Regions from separate parts of the Gasterosteus aculeatus genome. Here regions 2 and 3 are each linked to region 1. The links are chromatin contacts, called in public Hi-C maps. All regions are on one chromosome and are shown on one strand. The core of a region is the stretch at or near the end of the contact, and the rest is flanking DNA. Distances in the headings are between cores, read along the strand shown.

What was found. Hi-C and Micro-C count contacts between places; a contact is called where the count stands out from the background.
Region 2: a contact with region 1 is called in a Hi-C map of skeletal muscle, with 4 times the contacts expected there. The contact joins the promoter of rragca here to the promoter of pou3f1 in region 1. A contact is called at or near these places in 4 of 6 Hi-C or Micro-C datasets (liver, skeletal muscle and tail fin).
Region 3: a Hi-C map of skeletal muscle shows a contact between it and region 1, with 3 times the contacts expected there. The contact joins the enhancer-like site here to the promoter of pou3f1 in region 1. A contact is called at or near these places in 2 of 6 Hi-C or Micro-C datasets (skeletal muscle and whole body).

What each region holds. Positions count from the first base shown.
Region 1 is chr20:2,918,489-2,921,832 of fGasAcu3.hap1.1, reverse strand. It overlaps pou3f1 (POU class 3 homeobox 1), which reads left to right and starts at 1,567. Exons shown (of 1, transcript XM_040166067.2): 1 at 1,567-3,344.
Region 2 is chr20:3,106,404-3,109,747 of fGasAcu3.hap1.1, reverse strand. rragca (Ras-related GTP binding Ca) reads left to right here and starts at 1,794. Exons shown (of 7, transcript XM_040164198.2): 1 at 1,794-2,185. The coding sequence starts at 2,003. LOC120810014 (c-Myc-binding protein) reads right to left here and starts at 1,185. Exons shown (of 5, transcript XM_040164210.2): 1 at 887-1,185; 2 at 366-438; 3 at 54-102. The coding sequence starts at 901.
Region 3 is chr20:3,064,315-3,067,658 of fGasAcu3.hap1.1, reverse strand. No RefSeq gene overlaps it. Among protein-coding and RNA genes, the nearest start is that of rragca, 42 kb to the left of the region's middle. Within about 2 kb of position 1,623, at least 1 of the 9 cell types and tissues checked has open chromatin away from gene starts, as enhancers often do.

The DNA.
Region 1 (3,344 bases), core at 318-2,817:
ATGTTGGGTGGCTGCTTTGAAAACAGGAGCAGGAGACTGGCTGATAAGAGTTGACAGAATAAGTGTGTGTGGTGGGGGGGGGGCTGAAAAGAGTGCTTGAGCAGAAGCAGAGACACATGGAGTGTGTGTGAGGGGGGGTTGGGGGGGGGGGGGAAGGCGGTACCCCATTCCTCTGCAAGCTGCGTTTGTTTGGGGGATTGAAGTTAGGAACTCTCTCCACTACTAATTGCGCACTGGTGCCATTCATGAATATTCATTCTGCCGTGTTCAGACCCCGCCTAATTAGCCGGGAGATAGAGGAGGAAACTCGCACCTTTTACCACCAAGAAAAGCACTCCCCCCCACCCTCTTGCATTCATTCTCAGGGGGATGTTGGCAGAGTAGCCCAAGTTCATTAGCCAAAAAAAAAAAGAAAGCAAAAAAAAAAGTTACCTGAAAAGCACGGGACGATTTGGGCTTCAAACTGGACGGCAAACAGGCCTTTTCCCTGCTGCATATTTAGTGCCTATTACGCATGTCCATCAAAAAAAAAAAAGGAAGAAGAAAAAGAAAACTGGAAACGAAATACAATTATCTGATTGAGTGCGTTGGTGGATATTATTCTACTTGCTGTGGTTGGAGGGTACATCACATGAATTTTAAAATCTAAACATAGCTCGTGGCAGGTCGAGATGTTCCCCGTGGAATAGAGGAAGACTTTTATTTAACATCTGATGTGAGGCCATTTTAAGAGTGGGAGCGGATTATTTCAGGTGCATCTGTGGTAATAAAAGTCGATTATTAGCTTAAACTTTACTTCAGTGTTTGAATATTTAGAACCTTATATGAGGACAAAAATAACCCGTCCAGAAAATATAACTTTTGTCTTCAAAAACATCATTTTAGGTTGTTTTCTTGTCTGCATTATTTTATATATGAAGAAAACTCGTAACTGGTTGTCAGGGGAGATTTTGGGGGTTTTGTTTGCACTATTATTTATTCTTCGGGCCTACAGTGCATCCTGCAGCGGGGCAGAGTTGAGGGGTCGACGGGGTCCCATTGGACAATAAACTGCATGTCAGGGACATTTAACACGTGACTGGCGGAAAAGGAAAGACAAGGCCCTTCATTCTTACTTATAATTCCCCAAATTACAGAAGCGCAAAAACGCTGCATTCAACCGTGGATCGTTTCCAAAATAATAAAGCAAGCGCGGTGTGTTTGGGCACGTTTAGTGTCCTGTGCGTGTTAAACTATTTTCTTCTTTCTCTCTAGTTCCTGCATGTTCGCGTCATGCCGAGAATAAATCAGAGAAACGGGTTCTTCGGGGTGAAGAACAGACACGCGCACTTATTTCTGCTGAAATGATCCCCTTACTTCCTCCACGCTCGCCTCACGCGGTTCAAACTGAGTGCGCCTCGCGACTTTCTTTATTTATATCCACCAGTGTTCGCTCGCCGCTTCCTGGACGGCTCGTCATTCAGCACAGATGTCTGTGTGATCCCTTTCACCGCGCGCGCCATGGAAACCTACTGCGCGCCGGCAAAAATGCACCTCGGCGCGTAGCACAAGGCCATATTCTTCACCCCCCCACCACCAAAAAAAAGGGGGTCAAGGCATCTGGATCTTTCTTTTCCATGGCGAAGCACAGGACGGGCTCTGTGTGGTGGAAACCGCTGCTTTTTATAGGCGAAGGGTGGGTGGGTGGGGGGGGGGGGGGGGGGGGGGGCAGGATGGCCGACGCATCTTCATTAGAGCTGCACGGAGCGCGACCGCGGCGACGCACTCCGGAGTTTAAGACGCGACAATAACGCGCGTCCCGCGTCAGAGAAGCTCGGTGCATCTGACGTGGGGGTTTATTTATTTACGTTTAATGGAATTTCAATCGGTTACTAAAGTTGCAATAAATCATACTGCGATCCATAAATATCGGTGTTGGTTTAATGATTTTTTTAATTTTTTTTTTAGATTTACTCTGTTTTAAAAATTAGGCACGTAATCATCGAGAATCAAAGAAGATAAAATGTAACATAATCCTTTGAAGAGTTTCTTTAAAACGAAATCCGTCGCGATCACACAGACAGTAAAAAGTGCACTGCGAGTAAATCGTGATATTTCCTTAAGATATCGGCGGTTCCTTTTAGGGGCAGTTTATTAAAAATGACCCCCCTAAAAGGACACGCCGATATCTCCTGCGTGGATCGTCTCCCACTCTCCCCAAATAAATATATAAAGAGCGGATGGAGAAGAACCACGATGGAGAAGAACCACGCCTTTCAGGAGATGATGACGAGCACCCGTGACCCCGACAACACCTTCCAAACACACACACACACACACGCACACACACACACACACACTGAAGACAAGAGTACAGAGAGGACGCGGTGACAGCAGAAAGGAGACAACTTACCTTTTGGTATAAAGGTCCCGCGTGGAAAGGCGCTCGTGAGCGCGCGGTCCCCTGGACGCAGAGTCCAGTCGCGCGCGGGAGCGTGACAGCAAACGAACACGCGGCAGATGCATTGCAAACAACAACAAAACAAAAAAGAAAAGACGAAGGCAAAACGTTGCTTTCAGGTAAATGCTTGAAATGGGGGCGCTGCGCGTGAAAAGGCTCCCGAGAAGCTCCTGTTTTAGGAGGAGTGGAACATGTGGCTGATTGCGGAGTTTTAGGCGAATGGAAACGGCAGAGATGTAAGATTTGTTTAAAGCCCCGCATTTCCATTTAAGAACGTGATTGTGTTTGCAAAGATCCCTTTCAATCTTCGCATCTACTCCCCCCCCCCCCCCGACCCCCTCCCTCCCTCCCACAACCCCCTTCTCTCTACCCCTCAGCGTCTCTGAGGCTGCTTTGCAATTCATAGAATTGGTAATTTGCTATTGGGACAAAACGTGAAGGGAAAAATAATCAGATCAACCGGGAGAGGTAGAAAGGAGCCAGGAGGAGGAAACACAGGGTTTCTCTCTCCAAGTTGCTGCTCAGTCAAATGCTTGGAGGGGTAAATTATATAAACACGTAGCCCATCTTATGTGTAAGTCTAGATTTCCAGAGAAAACCGCAGCAGCTTGACAGCGAGGATCCAATTTATGGCAAAAAAAAATCAGCAGCGTGATTGATGATTAATGAGGAATGACAATTACCAGATCTTAACCTTCGGGATTTCAAAATAAGATACTGAATGACGTAAATAAACTACGCAATATATGTCACCCTACAAAAATGTTGTGCATGGGGGGGGGGGGGGGGGGGGATAGAGTATCTTGGCCTATCATCTACTAAGTGGGTTGCGATGATGAGATCATACGACATTGAACGTTACCGAGACAATACAAATAAATGACGTACGCGGGGGGGGGGGGGG
Region 2 (3,344 bases), core at 545-3,044, 190 kb before region 1:
GAGATCATTTCTGCAGCTGCCCGATGGTTCAGCTCGTGTGTGAAGAAAGATACTCCAGGGCATTGCTGGGCTTCTCAGGTTGTTCGTACAAAGACACCAGAACTGAAGAAAAAAAATGCAAACGATTAGATACAATTGCATGAAAAGGGCTGGATATAAAATAATACGAAGCTAATAATAATAATAATAATAATAATACGAAACTCAAAAAGCTGCCATTTGAGGACTTGGTTACGTTTTTATTTAGATATTCATTCCTGTCACTCCGGTACGGTCGATTGAGGATAATTTGTACAAACCCAGATGGTTTTCTGTGGTACCGTTAACATTTACTTGTTATCTCACAGGGAGAAATGAGTGCGTACCACTGGTCAGGCTGTCCACTACACCAGCTTTCTCCAGATACCTCCTGAACTGTTCCCGTTTGGTTTCTGGAGCCTGTAAGGAGACAAAAGTCAGCAATTATATGAAAACTGTCGACTGTCAGGTGTGGTTAAAAAACACTTTACACTTCATTTCTCACGGGCCGTTAATTAACTTAATTAAAAGGTCCTGTGTCAATTATTAAAAGACAAGTTTATAAACGTCACTTATAAATAGCAATTAACGTTGAACAATAACCCGAGGGAGGAATTGTTAAGATAAAAAGTTTGCGGTCAGGTTGAGGACATTAACGTGAGTTAATGTAACGTTATCACCAAAAAGGTTTAATCCCAGGTGATTCACAGGTTGCCTGATGAGCACCGTGACGCGTGGCTAAAGCTAAGCTAGCCCGTTTGAGCTCAGCTAGCTAGCCGCTAACGTTAGAGCCATTGACATTAGTCAATAAAACTGTTTCTGCTGAGCGACACTTCAAGACAAAACGAACAACCGCGCAAACACCCACCCGGTAATGCGCCATGGTTGCCGTGGTTTATAAAGTTGACTTTCTTCTCGTAGTTGTAGTTTCGCGGTCCCGCCGGACACCGCAAAGCTGGTTTGGAAGCGCAGGTAAACTCTTTAAGTTTCGTTTATGCAGCGAGTGTGGTGTGCTGAGTGCTGCGTTCAGGTGTCCCTCGTTAAACGGAGTTATATCAAACGGAGTGATTGGCTTGACTCAACCTACTTTGGCAACAGTTTTTATTTATTTAGTCCTGGCTGTACTCCTTGAGATAATAAACCCAGTTCTAACTCGCGTGTGTGTCTAACTGATTACATGCAACTACGATGAATAAAAACGTGTGTTTTTGACAGAATTGTTTTTGTTTATGTTAGTGCTTTTTAGTTTCCAAATGAGACATGGGGAAGAATTCACTCTCTATACCACGTTTGGATTTTTTTGTGTTACAAATGGTCTTCAACCAGATTTGGTGGAGCATCCCTGTCTTTCAAAAAATGAATCCTTCAACGTTGAACCATTTATTGACAGCATGAGTTCCGACATTGTAGAAATACATTGGAAGTCTTCACTAGTTGATTTCTGCCGCCATCAGCTGGTCATACTGCAGAACACCGGCAATGCCCACTTTTCTAGACGGCTCATATTTAGCAACCTACGTCAAATGTTTTCTTAATTTATCACAAATAAAAATGAATAAATTAAAAGTTAATAAAACAAACTGAAAAGACTCCAAACACCTTTGTTAACTGAGTTCGTTTTTGTATTATTCGGGTGATAGGTCACAAAACAGGTCCGAGTACTAGTCAGGTGACAGCGAGAAACCTCAGTAGAGTGACAGGAGCTTCCGACCAATCATCTGTCTTAGACGAATTCCGGCATCAAATCAGAATCGAGGGGCGGGGACAAACCCCACTTTTTTTTTTTCAAGGGAGAGGAAATCCGAAGGAAATGTGTGGGATCACGCTCGGTGTTTCTGAGCAGCCTGGGCTTTGTTGACAAGCCAAATTCATCGTGTGACGATAGCTTGTGGCACACCGACTCATACAAACACGGGTGAGGGGCAGGTAGGGGGTGAGGGGAGGGGGGACGAGGGGGTGGGGACGCGACCGTCGTTGGGTCAAAATGTCGATTCAGTACGAGGTGGAACAGCTGGCCGACAGCTACGGGGTCGCGGACTCTTTCCCCAAAGACTTCGGCTATGGCGAAGAGGAGGCCGACATCGAGGACAGCCCGGCGCCGTCCGACAGCAAACCGAGGATCCTGCTCATGGGGCTGAGAAGAAGTGGCAAATCATCCATACAGAAGGTAGGTAGGGGAGGGGGGTGGGGGAGACGTTGGACCGTTAGCCCTTTTGGGTGGCCTCACCCCGGTAAACGGGTCGTTAGCCAAACAAGCTAACGACGTGACGTGCGCTTAGCATGTCGCAAGTGACGCCGGCTGCCGAGGAGCGACCCCGCCGCGAAGGAGCAGTTAGCCTCCCGGTGTTCGCTGACGTGGGTGACGCTGTGGCGGTAAGCCGTCCGCCAGGTGGACCGGTGACGCCGGGCGCATCTTTTACTGGCACGCTGACGTTGAGCACGTGACTGTTTGGCGGACAACGTGTCCCGCACGCCGGATGGTCAGTCAGTCCCCAACGAGCCGTGAGGCTCACGTGACTGCGACCTCCCTCCTCCCCTCTCTCCTAAATCAGTCCCACCAGGTGCACGACCTGCTGAAGATGGGTGAGTTTTGGGGCCCCTGCGCGTGCGATGTGCACCCAGGGGCCCTCCGAGTCCAGAGCACCCAGAACTCTCTTCATGGAAAGTGTTACTGACGCAGCTCTGCCTGTGATCGAGGCCCGAGATATTCGTTAAATTAAAAGTAAAGCACGGAAGCTTTTAAAGTAAGATTTTGACACACGTGCTTCTGTCACTATTTAAGTGTTGTAACAAATGGCCACGCAGCCGGATGCTTCTGGGCCGCCTTCGCCCTGCTGGCTGTCACTCCTCCTCCATTTGAAGGCCTTTTCTTTGTTTAACGCGACAAGATCCAGCGGCTCACTCGTCTTCTTCAAGTCACATCCAGATGTGGTTGAATAATCGCTGAGATGCACATTTTATTATTCATGTTCATATTCGAGGGAGGGGGGAAGAATCGGTCGCGTGACTCGCCGGGAGCCTGTCCCGCAGATATGAGCCCAAAGGAACACGTGCAAAGAACTGCTATGTCACAATCCACGCTGTCAAGACTCAGATTAATGTTCCCCTGTAAGCCTCCGCGGCCCAACATCATGTGATTCGGCTTTTCCTGCTGGTTCATTGGCCTTTGACCTCAGTGGGCCACACGCTGATCCAAAGAGCGCACCTTCAGGGCTGGATTTGAATTGTCCTAACTGAGTGAAATTACCCGGAAGTAGTGCAAGTTTGCCGTGATAACCGCTGTTTGACTTCTCTACTGCTAAGGAACGAAGCTTCAGCACGTCCCT
Region 3 (3,344 bases), core at 374-2,873, 150 kb before region 1:
TTGATTTCACTTATCATGTCCTCCATCTTCACGCGCTGCTGTGAAACGCACAAACGGAACCCCCCCCCCCCATCTTAATTGTGAAGCGCCATGAAACCCGTTTATGTATTTGTGATCCCCACCCATCCCCCTTTAACCAGTAGCATGTTTTCTGTTATTGTGTGAACATAAAGCAGCATCTGAATCTCCCTCTTTTAGAGCGTGTAGTAAATGGAATATCCTCCTCCAGTGGCTTATTGAGCAGAATAATTACATTGCACATATTGAATTCCACTAATGCTCCAAAGGTAGGTCTTATTTAATACCACGACTCCCCGAGGGTTCGGAGCACGATTCCAAGCACACATCTCCTCACTGCGCCTCTAATGCGCCCGATGGATGTGTACATAAAAAAAGATGTCCAGACTCTGTGAAAAAGTAAACTTGGCTGGTTGGATTTGAGACATTTTTTTCCTGCGAACATCTCCACCGCGTTTCCAACCGCGCTGATTATTTCGCCATTCAGCCCCCGCCCATCTATTTAATTCCCCGCGCGGGAACCATTCATGCTTTCCAGGAAAATGACTACCACGTGTGCAAATGCGTGAGACGTGCGTTTGTGTCCACAGATGCTGCAGTCAATGATGCTGCGTGATTTTAAGTCCTAGGGTTGCGGCTTCGGCTACGGATCCTTCAGTGACATTAGAAGAGATTTGGGGGTGGGGATGTCTCATTTTCACCCAGGAACAATCACCATGTTTAGCTCCGGGGGGCTTGTGAATCGTTGCCCGCGCGCGTCGAGGAAATACTCACGGCGGCCTGAAGATGGCAGCCAAAAGCCAGTTAGCCGCCATGTGCCATGTGCGCGCCACAAGGCCGCATGTTACTTCACAGGTCAAATATATCCACAATCATGTTTTACCGGCTCCAGCAGTCGAACTGGCAATGAGACACGTTTAAGCTTTGTTACCTTTTGAGTGAGATGTGTTTTTTTCTTTTTTAGCGTTCTCCAATAAAAGGAAGGCGGAGGAGTCGCAGGATGAGAGCGTTTGGATGATTGGGCAGAAAACTGGCGGGAGGATGTTTGTTTGTTTTTTGTCGCGCGTGTGGACGTAAACACTGTGAGAATGACGTGAAACAAGAAAATGACTCGAGGTCTGCGCGCATTAAAAGAAATGGCAACACAATTATGCAAATTTTAAACAAACTATGAATTTGTTTTTTCAATTAAAAAGAAAAGAAAGCACTTTTTTTTTTCTTCTCCCAGTTGGATTTCAGCCACGGTTTCAGTCCCACAAGTTCAGACTTTTCCAAACAGCACATCAGAAAACCGTTTTTTGGGGCCTTTTTCTTAGTTTTCCTTTCACGATGAACCGGCCGCACATCCCTCCATTCTCAGCCGAGACAATGGAGAGGTGGAGAGGAGACAATGGGGGGTTTGGGTGGAGCAGGGAGGCGCTGGGGCTGTGGGAGTTAGGGGAGGAAAACGCTGTGTGTAGGACACACACACACACACGGGCCAACTCACAGCCAGATGGAGGGAAAGTTCACGTAGGTCAGCGATCAGTCTTTATCTCTGTGTGTGTGTGTGTGTGTGTGTGTGTGTGTGTGTGTGTGTGTGTGTGTGTGTGTGAGGATTGTATGGATTGCTCTCACTCGCACACGGACACACATGAAGTGCACACCGTGGGCAGCCTGGGTCATGGCTGTCCCTTCACAGTCCACTGCATGATTATCGACGGCTTGAACCGATACCCCAACAACGAGCTACGGTCACGTGTGTTGTGCTCATGTGCACACCCATTTGTGTGTGTGTGTGCGTGTGTGTGTTTGCACCCAGGGCCTATGTGGACACACACGGTGCTGGTATTTTGCACACGTGCACACGGAGGCACAATAGGAGCCGGGTGGGGCGAGGGGCAAGGATTGGGGGGCCCCCTACGGGAGAGGCCTCCTCCTGGTCCAAATCAATATATGAGAAGTCATGCAAGTATAACAGAATCATTACTCTCACAGGGCTTAGAGGAGCACAATGCACAACCACAGGGTGTGTGTGTGTGTGTGTGTGTGTGAGAGAGACAATGCGTTGTGTTTGCTTTGGCACCTGTTGTCTCCGTCGGCCCGGCGCCGGTCCTCCGGCGTCCTCGGTAGCGTCGGTAGCAACGAGCTCCCTCCGTCTCCGCCCGTGTCGAACAACACTTTGTGTCTTTTCGCACTAATCACGATTGCTGCCACGGTCTCTCTTCCCCCCCCCCCCCCCCCCCCGGCCCACCTCTTCCCTACGCCCTCGACACATCAATGACAAGCTCCTTTCATCCGCCGCCGCATCCACCGTGTATTTACAAGGCCCCCGAAATGAACACAGCAATTATTATCAGTCATGTTAATTCTGCAGATAATGATCAAAAGCCGAGTCCCGACTCCTTTTTCCTCTCGCTCGTTCCCGTCTCCCCTCTCCGCCCGCTCTGGGGAGCCAACAGCGGTGACAAACCTCCCCTTTTATTATTTCATGGCCTGTTTAAAGATTTAGCGAGGCCCACAAACCACTGCTTTTAATGACCAATTAACAGTCTGCGGAGCGCCGCGGCCTCGTTCAGGATTTGCTGGAGTAAACAGTGGTGCGGCACTGGTTTGTGGCGGCGGCGGCGGTGGTGCTGGTGGCGGTGGTAGAGGGGGCGCACGTCTCGTTACCGGCTCACCGTTCAAATTGGCACAAAACACACACACACACAAACAGCCATGCATGTACACAAAACACACACACACACACACAACCCTGTGCTCCACTGCTTATTAAAACCTGGAGGAGCAGCATTGCTTACCAGAACCTTGAGACAGAGTCAGTCAGCAAGACTCAGAGTCCCGATCCCACTGGGTGTGTGTTTTTCTCCATTTCTTTTTTTTCTTCCAAATCAAAAAAAAATGATAAAGTCAGCCGGACTGAATCTGGGAGGAGAGCCGGCGGAATGGTGCTGAAGAGGAGAGTAAATGAGTAGAGGCCGGATCATTAGCATGGCTCAATAATGTAGCTGGGGGGCAGGACGGCGCCACTCAAGGCCACGGGCTTTCTGAGCGGCTAATTTGGCCCCGTCTTGTTTACGGGTGGAGCGGGCCGGGGCCCCTCCAGATGACTGTCAAGCTGAGGCGAGCGCTCCCCGAACTGAACAAACACAAATGAATACACACACTCCTTGATGAAATGCCGCAGCATGCACGAGTGATCAAGCGTGCACCAGAACACGGTCGGGGATCCGAGAAAGAAATGTTGCAACGTAGACTTTTCGGACGTTTTTTCTGTGGAATTTACTTTGGATTTGAGGGAAAGCACCAATGAACATGGGCATTTTGGTGAAATATATGGAATT